Regions from separate parts of the Mus musculus genome. Here region 1 is linked to region 2. The links are chromatin contacts, called in public HiCAR-type maps. All regions are on one chromosome and are shown on one strand. Each heading gives the region's core, a stretch centred on a gene start, on an enhancer-like site or on the middle of the called end of the contact. The rest is flanking DNA. Distances are from core to core; before and after follow the strand shown. Region 1 has its middle 35 kb from the start of Gm51779. Region 2 has its middle 130 kb from the start of Gm30073.

The links. HiCAR-type assays count read pairs that join an accessible place to other places.
Region 1: a contact with region 2 is called in a HiCAR-type map of fibro-adipogenic progenitors, with 8 times the contacts expected there. The contact joins two enhancer-like sites. A contact is called at or near these places in 2 of 39 promoter capture datasets (the 3T3-L1 cell line and hippocampal neurons), 1 of 15 datasets of contacts at CTCF or cohesin (pro-B cells), 71 of 484 Hi-C or Micro-C datasets (the 3T3-L1 cell line, the 63-12 cell line, the C10 cell line and 38 more) and 8 of 115 datasets of contacts at active chromatin or transcription factors (PVALB interneurons, VIP interneurons, astrocytes and 4 more).

The regions. Positions count from the first base shown.
Region 1 is chr10:88,298,622-88,304,817 of GRCm38.p6, forward strand. It overlaps a transcript of Washc3 not described here. Among named protein-coding and RNA genes, the nearest start is that of Gm51779, 35 kb to the right of the region's middle. Within about 2 kb of position 4,705, at least 39 of the 459 cell types and tissues checked have an H3K27ac peak or open chromatin away from gene starts, as enhancers often do. A contact at or near this core is called in fibro-adipogenic progenitors, palatal mesenchyme and uterus, where this site is marked.
Region 2 is chr10:87,662,677-87,668,306 of GRCm38.p6, forward strand. No RefSeq gene overlaps it. Among named protein-coding and RNA genes, the nearest start is that of Gm30073, 130 kb to the right of the region's middle. Within about 2 kb of position 3,840, at least 46 of the 459 cell types and tissues checked have an H3K27ac peak or open chromatin away from gene starts, as enhancers often do. A contact at or near this core is called in fibro-adipogenic progenitors, palatal mesenchyme and uterus, where this site is marked.

The sequences.
Region 1 (6,196 bases), core at 3,455-5,954, 640 kb after region 2:
AGTAACTCAATCGCTGGGCGCAACAACTAAAATCCTAACTTGCAAGCCTTATTAAATCTAAATCCTCCAAACACTTGTAATTACATCTTGTCCTCACGCTATCCCTGTCCAAAAGGACCTAACTCTCCTGCTTCCTCTTTTCCGCTGTCCAACCCGGAAGTCCCACCCACTCGCCCAGTGATTGGCTCCTTTATACATTAGAGGATTGGTTCATAAGAACAGCGCCAGGCCCATCCACAACAAAAAGCCTGGGGAGATCAGTCAGAAGAGGGCATTGGATGCCCTGGAATTGGAATTACTGGTGACTATGAGCCACCATGTAAGTGCTGTGAGCCAAACCCAGGTCTTCTGCAAGAACAGGAAGTGCTCTTAACCTCTACACCATCTCCCAGCGCAAGGTTGCTCTTTTCAACCTAGGAACCACCTAGTATCCTCAGAAAAGACAGAGCGTACTAACCCAGCATCTCATCCTAGCCAGGAGTTCTGCTTCCTCATTGGCAAAACCAGGGCAGAGCAAACTTTACCACATCATCATACGTGTTTTCAGGGAAGTTGCCCCAGAAACCGTGATGCTACCCTTGAGGGATTGATATCCAAGCCCCCTCTGGAGGATCTGAGAAGCCAGTGAAATGTCACTCAGAGCCTATGGTCTGCCGTGGGACTCTGCCATCCACCTCCTCCTTCTGGATTTTCTGAAGACATGAATCAGAGTCTACTTAATAAGTTAGTGGCTTCACTGTTGGTACCCGAGTCAAGTCTGTCACCAAGCTGGAATTGTAAATTGAACTGCAGAGTTCCCTATGACCAGGATGCAGAAGGCTTGAAAGGGTTACTATGAATGGATTTCTGTATAGAAAGTTTAATCCAACAGCATAGCTGCTCTGGCAAGGGTTCACATCCAAAGACCTTCTAGGTCTATGCGGTCAGGCCATAATGCAGACTTGATCTAGATTGCAGAATGATCTCTTTGGAAGGCAGACTCACACACCCTGAGTACACACCTTTAGTCCCTAACAGTGAAGGTAAAGTTAGTTTGTAGAAGAAAGCAGCTGTGTTTGAAAGAGATGTCTAATTGAGGGGTAGACAAAGTGATGAATCAGAGAAAGATTTGACAGAATGAATCAAAGATAGGATACACCTAAGTCACACAAGAACAGCACAGGAAGGAGAGGCTTTTTAAGAGCAGAGAGAAAGAGAGAGACAGAGACAGAGAGAAGGATCAGTGGTGTGTGCATGTGACAGTTTTGCCAGGAAAGTTTGACAGAGACAGGTTGCAGAGAGAGCAAGCTAGGCACAGGTTAACAGAGAATGAGCCAGTGAACGAGGAGCCAGAGGATTAGAACACATTGCCAAAGTAGGATGAATCTGGGACAAGCAAGTCAGTGAGAAGCCAAGGAAACCTAGATTGGATTAGTCAGCTTGGAAGATTAGATTGTGCAGCCTAGGCCTAGGGATAGTTAGAACAGAGAAAGAAATAATGCTCTGGTCTCGGCCCAAACCATTCATTAGCACAGCTTGGGTGTGGTTCTCATCTCATGCCATCATCTGAGGAAGTAAAAGTGATGTTTATAGATTTCAAGGCATGTCCCCAACTTCCTTGGCTAGGAGATGAGCTGAAAGATAGGTGCAATATATGGGCTTAGAAAATATTCATCATTCAACTGGGTACCTGGTAAATATGAGCCACCGTGTGAGTGCTGTGAACCAAACCCAGGTCGTCTGCAAGAACAGGGAGTGCTCACACACACACACACACACACACACACACACACCCTCTTGTTATCCTCCCCCTTTCATCAAGAAAAATCCTCTCATTTCTAACTGGCCACAGGCCATGCAGAATAATGTCTGTATTGATCTTTGCTACTGTAATCAATGGGTTCATTGGGAATCAATGGGTGTTGTGTAGGGCTACATGTAGGACTAGACACTAGTAACAAACCAACATATATCTGTCCCTTTCTCTCCTGTCCCTTTTTCACCCTTACTTCTTGGGCTATAAGGATGGTGGATGAGGCTCTATAATCTACTTTCATGTATATATGGGACAGAGCAGGTACCTTGAGTGTGGTAGAACCCCTCGTCCTGAACTGTTCACCTCTATACTCTGTATAAAGAAGAAACAGCCATGCTGGGTTTGACCCTGTCTCAGATAAATGAGATCTTACAGATATAGTGCTCAGGTGTGTGGATTCTGTAGTTAGACTGTCGTAGATTCCACAACTTAGAAGCTCATGGGCTTGGTGACCTTGCCTCACTTCTCCCCTTCTGTAAAGTGGGAGTGCTAAAGACAGCACGATTACCTTCTATGATGACTAGCAATGAGCTAAAGCATAGAATCCTTAAGATATATAAAGCTCAGTATGTAGTGGGTACTCAATACATGTGGACTTTCTTAACAGCATTTATTTAATATATAAAGATATTCCCCAATGGTGCAAGATAAAAGGCTATTCTCCAAAGTCTGATACTTTTTTTAAACTGCTCCAGTAATAGCGATAGTTATAATAGTAATATCCTTTAAAAAATTGAGCTGGAGATATAACTTAGTGCCAGAGCATGTGCTCAGCATGCACAAGGGCTGTACTGGTTGGTCTTTTTGTCAACTTGACATAGGCTAGAAGCATCTGAGGAGAGGGGGGATCTCGGTTAAGAAAGTTCCTCCATCCGATTGGCCAGTGGACAAGCCTTTGGGGCACATCTTTGATGGATGACTGAAATGAATCACTGTGAGAGGTGCTACCTCTGGGCAGGTGTGTCCTAGGTTATATAAGAGTACAGGCTAGACCAGGTGGTGACTCACGAGCCCTCCTAGTACTCCGGAGGCAGAGACAGGTGGATCTCTATGAGTTTGAGACCAGCCCGCTCTACAGAGCTAGTTTCATGACATTCAGGCTATGCAGAGAAACCCTGTCTTGAAACAGACAAACAAACAAACAAAAGATGCAGGCTAAGCAAGTCCTGGGGTGTGGGGGGGAGATATGGCTTCTGCTACAGTTCCTGCCTCCAGGCCCCTTCCTGGGTTTTCTACGCCGAGTTCCCTAGTGTCAGGACACATAAGCTGAAATATACCTTTCCTACCCAAATTGGTTTTGACCAGGCCTTTACACAGCCATAGAAAGCAAACCAGGACAGGGCCATAGGTTTATTCCCTTGTTACCAGTAAATAAATGCAATTTTTTATGTAGCATTTAGTAACTTTACCTGATTAGTTAAGCATTATTATTGTTGCTGCTTTGAAGCCGAGTCCTATTATACAGTTCAGGCTGGCTGGGAACATGCTATGTAGCCCAGAACATGAACTCATAATCCTTCTGCCTCTCAAGCATTAGGCTTACAGGCACATACCACCATGCCTGGAGAGTTAGGTATTATTACTTTTATTTCATGGAGGAGAAAATTGATACTCAGGGAAGTCAAGCCAAGGATTACACAGTTGCTAGGAGACATTGTTGATATTTAAACACAGATCTTTGGCTTCCAAGTCCCCTACATTTGCCACAAGCTTTCATTTGTTCTTCCATGCAAACCACTGCACCATTGGCTGTATCTCCTTACGTCCTGTCATCCGTGTGCGCATTTGTTCTAAAGGACTAGATTTTTCTATTAGGAAAGAGACATAGAAAATGTGCAAGTCTCTACGTAAGAAATGGTGTTTTCTCATTCCTGGCAAAGCCCTGGCAGGATGAGGCCCTTCGTGTGTTTACATAAAATGTTAGTCCTAGAAAATGCTTTAGAAAGCAGACCCAGCTGAGGCTTGGCTGGAGTGTGAGAGGGGAAGAGGAGCCTTTCTCCATCTTGATTGCTGTCTGTCTAGGTCCCCAGGCTTGATTGGGACTGGTATCCAGGCTAAGCCTGAAAGGGGCTCAAACAAGCCTAGCATCTGGGGTGGGGCCCAGCTTGAAGACAGCGCATGTGTTTTGAATTGGCAATTCTTTTAACAGAAGCAATTTGGAACCCAGTCAGGGAAGCTGCTGCTGGGACTGTTACAGCCATTTTCCGTGTCCCCTGAGGGCAGTGCCTCTGAAGGGACTGCAGTTAGATCCTAGGGAGAACTTGACATTCACAAGTGACTTTGAGAACTTTGCTATTAGTGAAGGCTCTGAAGAAAGACGAGGGCATCGCGCACAAGTGTGTGCTGTGTTACCTGCGGTTGGAACCAGAAAGTGAAAATAGGACCCCTTGATATAATAATAGTTCCCAGCAATGACTCCATCATTTGACAACCTAGTCCAAATCTGAGCTTACGGGTTCAGTAACTGGGGCCAAGTTTCTACTCCACTGTGGTTCTCGGTTTCCTCACCCAGAGCGGAGCGACTGAGGTTGAAGTAAAATATACCCCACTTTATGGAAGGTGTTCGGCGGATACTCATTTCATCTTTTTCTTATGAAGCTTTTCCTAGTCTGTGACTCTATGATTCAGCACTTCCTGGAATTCTAAGGCACCAGTAACTTTCCAAGAGTGTAAACTGTCTCCTCTGTCACGTCCAAGTTCTTCCCAGCATCCCTGCGAGAGGAGCGGGGTAGTGACTGGTCAGAGATCCTCAACTGAGCTCGGTGTTCCGCGTCGGCTTCCTCTTCTGCTCCCATTCGGACAAAGATGAAATTGTCCAAACAAGTTGTTTCACAGGGTAGTGGAGCCCTGGTGGGTGTGATGTGATGCTTCACACCCCTCGCTGCTGGTGAAGATTAACATCTGGAATCTCTGGAACACCCAGGACTAGGTCGATTGTAGTACTGGGAGGTTGCACCCTGTTTAAGAACAGGAGTCAGAACCTCGAGCACTGGAAGGGCTGGTACTGAGCAGCCTCACTTGAGAGCCTTGGTCACTTTCTATATACAAAGAAATGATGCTGTTAACTGAATGTTGAAAATCCTCTAAACTCAAAAGTTCTCTGAACCAGCCATGTACAGACTATCTCTGTGGGAACATAGCCTCTGCCTCTGCCTGTGGGCTACCGTCCAATTCCCATTTATACTTTCTTCTGAGGGCAAGCTTTTAAAAGGCTTTTGTGAAGGAGTCTTCCTAAATGGAACCCTTACATTCAGGGAGTATTGGTTGGGAAGACAGGACATACACAGAAAGAAACCAATAGCCTGCTAAGTATTTCCGAAGGACTTGAATGTTAACTCAGTGGTAGAGACTTTGCCTGTATACACAAGACCCTGAGTTAAGTCCCTAGCACCCAAAAGGGGGAAAGTCACTCCATGAGTTAATTGTGTTTAAGTTGGGCTGCCTTCATTAATATGTGCCACATGACAAAGATGATAAAAAGATATGTATGTCCATTTTGCACCAAAGCCCCTTATAGCCTGCCAGATCATTAAAAGCAGCAAAGTTATAGAACATTAAGGGTTTTTTTTAATTTAAACAAATGTATATTCTAAAGACATCTGTCTCTCCCCTGTATGGATAGCAATATGTAGCCCAGGCTAGACTTGAATTCCCCATCTTCCTGCCTTAGCCTTCTGACTGCCAGGTTTAGAGTCGTGCATACCACACCCTGCGCCCTCCTTTTTAATTTATAATAAAAGAATTTATAAAGAAAAAAATAAGGCCTTCCATGGTCAACCACAGCTGGCTCAAAGTGAGCACAAGCCACTGATATGTAGATGAAAAGTCTTGCTTTATGGGATTCCACCCCCCACCTGATCTCTGAGGATAAGGGCAAAAGATTTCTTTTCTGAATTCTGTCCCTTTCTTCCACCACCACCACCACCACCACCACCCATCCAGAAGAAACAGAAATCCAAAAGGGATAGGAGCAAGTTCTCAGTAGCTTTCCATTCAGTTGAGAAAGGATCTGCTCAAGTGCCCCTGGTTGCCACAGCTCCAGCCTGGCCCTTCCTTGCCAAGTCTGGAGTGTGGCAGTCATTATGACAGTCCACTAGCGCCCCCTGTGGTCCATTTCAGGAAACTAGCCATGACCTGTAAATTTGCCGAACCTTTAAACCTTTCTAACAAATCTCAGGATTTCATAATCATAGTTGCAGCTTTGATCCCTGAGGAACAACTGGAAGCCACGTCCCGTGGTTATCTCCTGAGCATACAGGATACTGGAAAGTGCCTCTTCAAAAGCACCCAGCCACATAAAAAAGACAAAGTGTGGAATTAGTTATGAGCATTATTATGTAAGGCAAAGGGGTTGGGAAATGCTGGGTTAAGTAGGATTCAATAAATATTAAATATGAAGGT
Region 2 (5,630 bases), core at 2,590-5,089:
ATCAATCATGGTAGGACCAGATAGACATGGGAGAGACATGGAAGAAAAGAAGAGAAAGGTCCTTGGGCTTAACCCTTTCAAGGTCATGGTCTTTCTCCAATGACCTAAGACCTCTCATTAGACTCCACTTCTTAAGAGACAAGGCTGGGGGGGGTTGGAGAGATGGCTCAGTGGTTAAGAGCACTGACTGTTCTTCCAGAGGTCCTGAGTTCAATTCCCAGCAACCACACGGTGGCTCATAACCATCTGTAATGGTATCTGGCGCTCTCTTCTGGTGTGTCTGAAGATGGTAACAGTGTAATCATATACATAAAAAAATAATTCTTAAAAGAGAGAGAGGGGTGTGGGGGGCTGGAGTCCAAGCCCACAAGGGAGAACATTCCAGTTCCAAGTAATAGCAATCTAATTCAAAGTAAAAAACAAAAGTTCTATGGCTCTCAATTTGGGCTTGCTATTTTTATTAATTCAAGAATGTTTTTACACATAATATATAAGATGCCTGATTTGGAAATAAGTTCTTCTATCATTAGTTTAATTAATTAACTGTGCATGTATGTGTATGGATGTGTGGGCATGCAAGTACCATGTCACGTGTATGGAGCTCAGAGGACAATGAATTGCTTCTTTCCTCCCTCAATGTGGATTCTGAGGACAGAATTGAGGTCAGCCTGGGTGGCAAGTGCCTTGCCCACAGAGCCATCATGCCAGGACCCTGTCTTTATTTTTAATGTTACTTTCTGTAATACTTAAGACTATTTCCTACAATGACCAGAAACACTGTAGAAGGAAAACCCTAAATATTATTTAAAAATTCATTATTTTTGGAAACTTACACAAGCAAGCCACAGGGAATTTATTTACCCCAACAGACCTCAGAGCCAGTGATTGAAACTGTGAATTCTTGTTGGACCACCCAGGGTCAAGCTTTGGCTCCATTACTTACCAGCTTGTGACCTTGAGTAAGTTCTTAATCATCCAGTGTCTCAGTCTTTCATGTATAAAATGGGGATGTTCATCAGCGTGATGTTTTGTGGATATGGTGGTGATTAAATCATAGAACCAGTATAATATGATAACCAGAATACTTAGTAACATTCAACAAATGCAGTGAATGGAGCACCTGCTTCTGTTCCTTTCTTCTACCCATAGAAGGCCAACTTACCTGGTACTTGCTCCCATTATTCTCAAGATAATACATTGTGGACATCAAGAGGCTCATCTTAACAGGCCATGCTCTCATTACCATCAGCTGTAGCATCAATGTGTTGGACCTACCCCAGAAGGGCAAGATAGTCCTCCAGCGAAAGAAAGAGAGAGAGGAAGGAAGGAAGGAAGGAAGGAAGGAAGGAAGGAAGGAAGGAAGGAAGGAAGGAAAGAAGAGGAGGGGAGGGGAGGGGAGGGGAAGGGAAGGGAAGGGACAGTAGGGTAGGAGAGGAGAGGAGAGGAGAGGAGAGGAGAGGAGAGGAGAGGAGAGGAGAGGAGAGGAGAGGAGAGGAGAGGAGAGAAGAGAAGAGAAGAGAAGAGAAGAGAAGAGAAGAGAAGAGAAGAGAAGAGAAGAGAAGAGAAGAGAAGAGAAGAGAAAAGAAAAGAAAGTTAAAGTTTGGAATAATTCTGCTATGATCTTGCGAATGCCTCTCAAACTTTAGCTACATTTCCTGGGGTAGATTTCATCTCTCCTGAGACTTTTCCAAGGCAGTTAAATAGAACATTAGAAGGTTTATGAGCATGTTAGCACAATTCCATTTAGATTCTGCTCATCATGCTTAAAGAAAAAAGTGGTTGGTGGCTATCATTCTTTTTAATTTTATTTAATTTTTTTTACACATCAGATTTTATCTCCCCTCTGGTCTACCCTCTTACTGTTCCACATCCCATACTTCCCCGCCCCCCACATCTCCACGAGGATGTCCCTACCCCTATCCCCCACCCCCGATCCTCCACCCTGAGGCTTCCAGTCTCTTGAGGGTTAGGTGCATCTTCTCTGACTGAACCCCGACCTGACAGTCTTCTGCTGTATATGTGTTGTGACCTCATATCAGCTGGTGTATGCTGCCTGGCTGATGGTCCAGTGTCTGAGGGATCTCAGGGATTCAGGTTAATTGAGTCTGCTGTTCTTGCTACAGGGTCGTCCTCCTCCTCAGCTTCTTCCAGCTTTTCCCTAATTCAGTCACAGGGATCAGCTGCTTCTGTCTATTGGTTGGGTGTAAATATCTGCATCTGACTCTTTCAGCTGCTTGTTGGGTCCTTCGGAGGGCAGTCATGCTAGGTCCATTTTTGTGAGCACCCCATAGCCTCAGTAATAGTGTCAGGTCTTGGAGCCTTCCCTTGAGCTGGATCCCACTTTGGGCCTGCCACTGGACCTCCTTTTCCTCAGGCTCTTCTCCATTTTTGTCCCTGCAGTTCTTTTGGACAGGCACAATTATGGGTCAGAGTTTTTGACTTTTTCTTTCTTTCCCCTTTCCTTTTTGACTTCCTTTTGTTTTTACTCTGTCACACTTGCTGAAGTGCAATTGTGGCTGGAGCCAAGGTCTCTCATACTTGCTCCCTTGGTGACCTCTTTCTGAAGGCCAAGAAATCATCTACTTTCTACTCTCTGATTTTCCAGCAATCACCATGCTTTGTAGACGTAGCCAGGGTAGATCCTCAAATAAAGATTTTTGTAAAAACAGGATATCAAGGAACATTTCTGCTTTGCTACAAACATAATTCTGAAAGTCACTGTGATATGCACATATGCCTGAAAACCATGAAGCAGGAGGCAATTGTATGTATATTCTCCACATTGCCCCTGTCAGGGTCTAGAACACCATTTTCCAGTTGAGCTATGAGCAGAATAAAAATAATCTCTCTCTCTGCTACCAAACATAGTAGCCACAAGCTCCATGCAGCTACTGACTAAAGAATTTATTTTAATTTAATTTTGACACATCATGACTGGTCATTGCTTATAGTGAAATGACACAGCAGATTGCAGATATAATTCCTGCGTATACATGTTTGTACTGGTGTATCTGAATCGTATGTGAGGATGTGTGTATGTGTGGATATAAGTGTTGATGTCTGAAGACAACTTGGGTGTCATTCCTTGGGCTCTTATCTTTTGGAGGAAGCAGACTCTGTCACTGGCATTGAGTTTGTTAAATAGCCTAGGCTTGTTGGTCGTTGAGTTTCAGATTTCCACGACTCCAAACCTCTAGCACTGGGATTACAAGTGCATTATCACCACACCTGGCTTTTAATATGCAGGTTCCAGAGATTGAATTCAGGTCCTTATGCATTCGAGTGAAAAACACTTTATCATTGGGGTTATCTTCCTGTAGGATATAATTCCCCAAGACAAGAGATAGATCTTCTAACCTTGTCAAAGCGAGGCATGCATGCTCAACTTCTGATCTGATAAATGAGAGCAGCATCTCCGAGATGCGTTGGATCTCAGAGCTAGTAAGGGCATGTGGCTGGGAAGTGATTTATTCTGCTCTTTCTATGATGCTACACCCAGTAGCTTTTCCTTCCTAATGAACGGAATGGCACTATGCTGCCGTGTGATCCTACTCATCTGAAACACAGCAGAGCAGTAATTAACTGCCTGATTTGCAAGTAAAATCTTCATAACCCCTTCTCTCCAGCAAACAAGAAATCTGGCTCTTTTGTCTATGGAAATGGCCTGCTATTTCTTTGCCCCTGAGACATTGGGCCATGACCTCAGAAGAACTGTCCCATATCACAACAAGCTGGTACTTTAGGGCGGCCTCCCATTTCTTCCAGCCAACTTATACCAAAGCGATTTCCCAACACATGTTTATAGATGTGCTCTCCTGAGCTCCACACACAGAGAACCGTTTTCCTTTTGAACAGCTTGTATGGTTACATCTTGTAGTAATTTATCTGTGTGCTGCCTGCCAACTGCTTTGGAGGGAAAACATGTTTGATGCATAACAATAGATCATTTGGGGATAAATCAAATCCTTAATGAAGTCTTGCTTCTCTGCAGCCAGGCCTCTCGCTCAGAGGAGCCTCTCTGGGGCTGTAGTGGCTTAGGAAAGGGAATGTGGGTGCCCCATTCTGTGAAACAAGTAAATTCAGAGACTTGGTTTTCTCCAAGACAAGACTAACAACAGAGCATCCCTGGGGCCCTTCCTCACGGAGGCCGACTGAAACCACTGATGTTGGATTGGAGTCTAGAGCCTGGAGGCTGTTCAGATTAGACCTATGTTTGGAAGAAATGAGAGATCTCTTTTGCCCAAAGCCTCACACTTTCCTTGGAGGGACTCCATGGCCGCCCACACACCCTTGTCTTTCCCAGTTCCTCTAGAGAAAAAGGAAAGTTACAAGGAGATAGAAAGTAAGAAGAGAGGAGAAGAAAGAGAAGGAGAAGACTAGAACCCACAGTCTAAAAGAAAGTAGGGGAGAGGTGTGAGAGAACAGAGGGAAGGCCTTAAGCAAGAAGGATGGGAGGAAGCAAACCAAGCTAGATACCAGCTAAAGCCATATGTACCATAAACACTGTGACTCTGGTTGAACACTTGCCATACACGACATGCCAAGTGCCAGACACCACATGCCAGACTCCTAGGAACCACGTGATATCCAGAGACCTTAAGAAAGCAGTGGCTGGATCCCTGCAAACCTCTTGTGCTGAGACTATGCACCACACAGGTGCTACTAAGGACGATACTCATCTCTTTTCTAAGCACTTCACTCCGAATATCTAGAAGGCCTGAAGTGGAAGGCTGAAAAGGGGGATGGGGGCTGGTGGTGAGGTGGGGGTAGGAAGGCACCATGAGAGAGTCAGAATAACTGATATAAAAATGTTTAATCATATCAGCCTGTCCTCATCTGAGGACATGCATCACCCATAGACATGCTAAAATGCCAAGTAAAACACAGATTATGCTTTGAGCCTGCACTCATGAACTCCCCATGGGAGCCTTGCAGGGGCTGGTATATGTTTTTTGCTGAATTGGGGGTACATTTGAAGCTAAGTTCTGAGATTGTTTTCTAAGGAGAAGAATGAGCTGTGCAAGTGATTTTTCTTGAGTGACTGAGGAACTCTTTCATCAAGTGCTCACCCCCCCCCCCCCCCCCCAGTCTTCTCTGGCTCCCTCTGCCTCCAGGACCAAGTCCAAACCCTCTGTCCTGAAATCCAAGGCCTTCCACAGGCTGGCTCCAGACAGCCTTATCAACAGTGTTTTTCCACCACTCTGCTGCGAGCGATCAATCCCGTGGAGTTCGTTCGTAAGCTTGAAGCCCCTCTCCCCAGACTCCGCAGCTTTTGGAAAGGGGGTCCTGAATCTATAGATTTCTTTTTTAAACTAAGAGGTTCTTGTTCCTCCCACCATCTGTTAAATCTTAGGTTAAAAACAGAAAGGGGTGGGGTTAGCATTGAAGCCCCGCTGCAAGCAAGCTTCGTGGGAACGATTCCAGATTCATGTTGACAACTTCCGTGTCCACCTTTATCCTTCCCACTGTTGGAGAGAGGCGCCTCCCATTCTAGGGGGGGGGGGGGGGGCGCGACAATAAGATGGCTCTGGTGAGTGTGCCTAGAACCGGGTGGAGAGGACTACTGTCACTCTCCCATTGGTCATCCAGTCCCCTTCTCTCCAGTTTTGTCTGTTTCCTCTTTTCATACA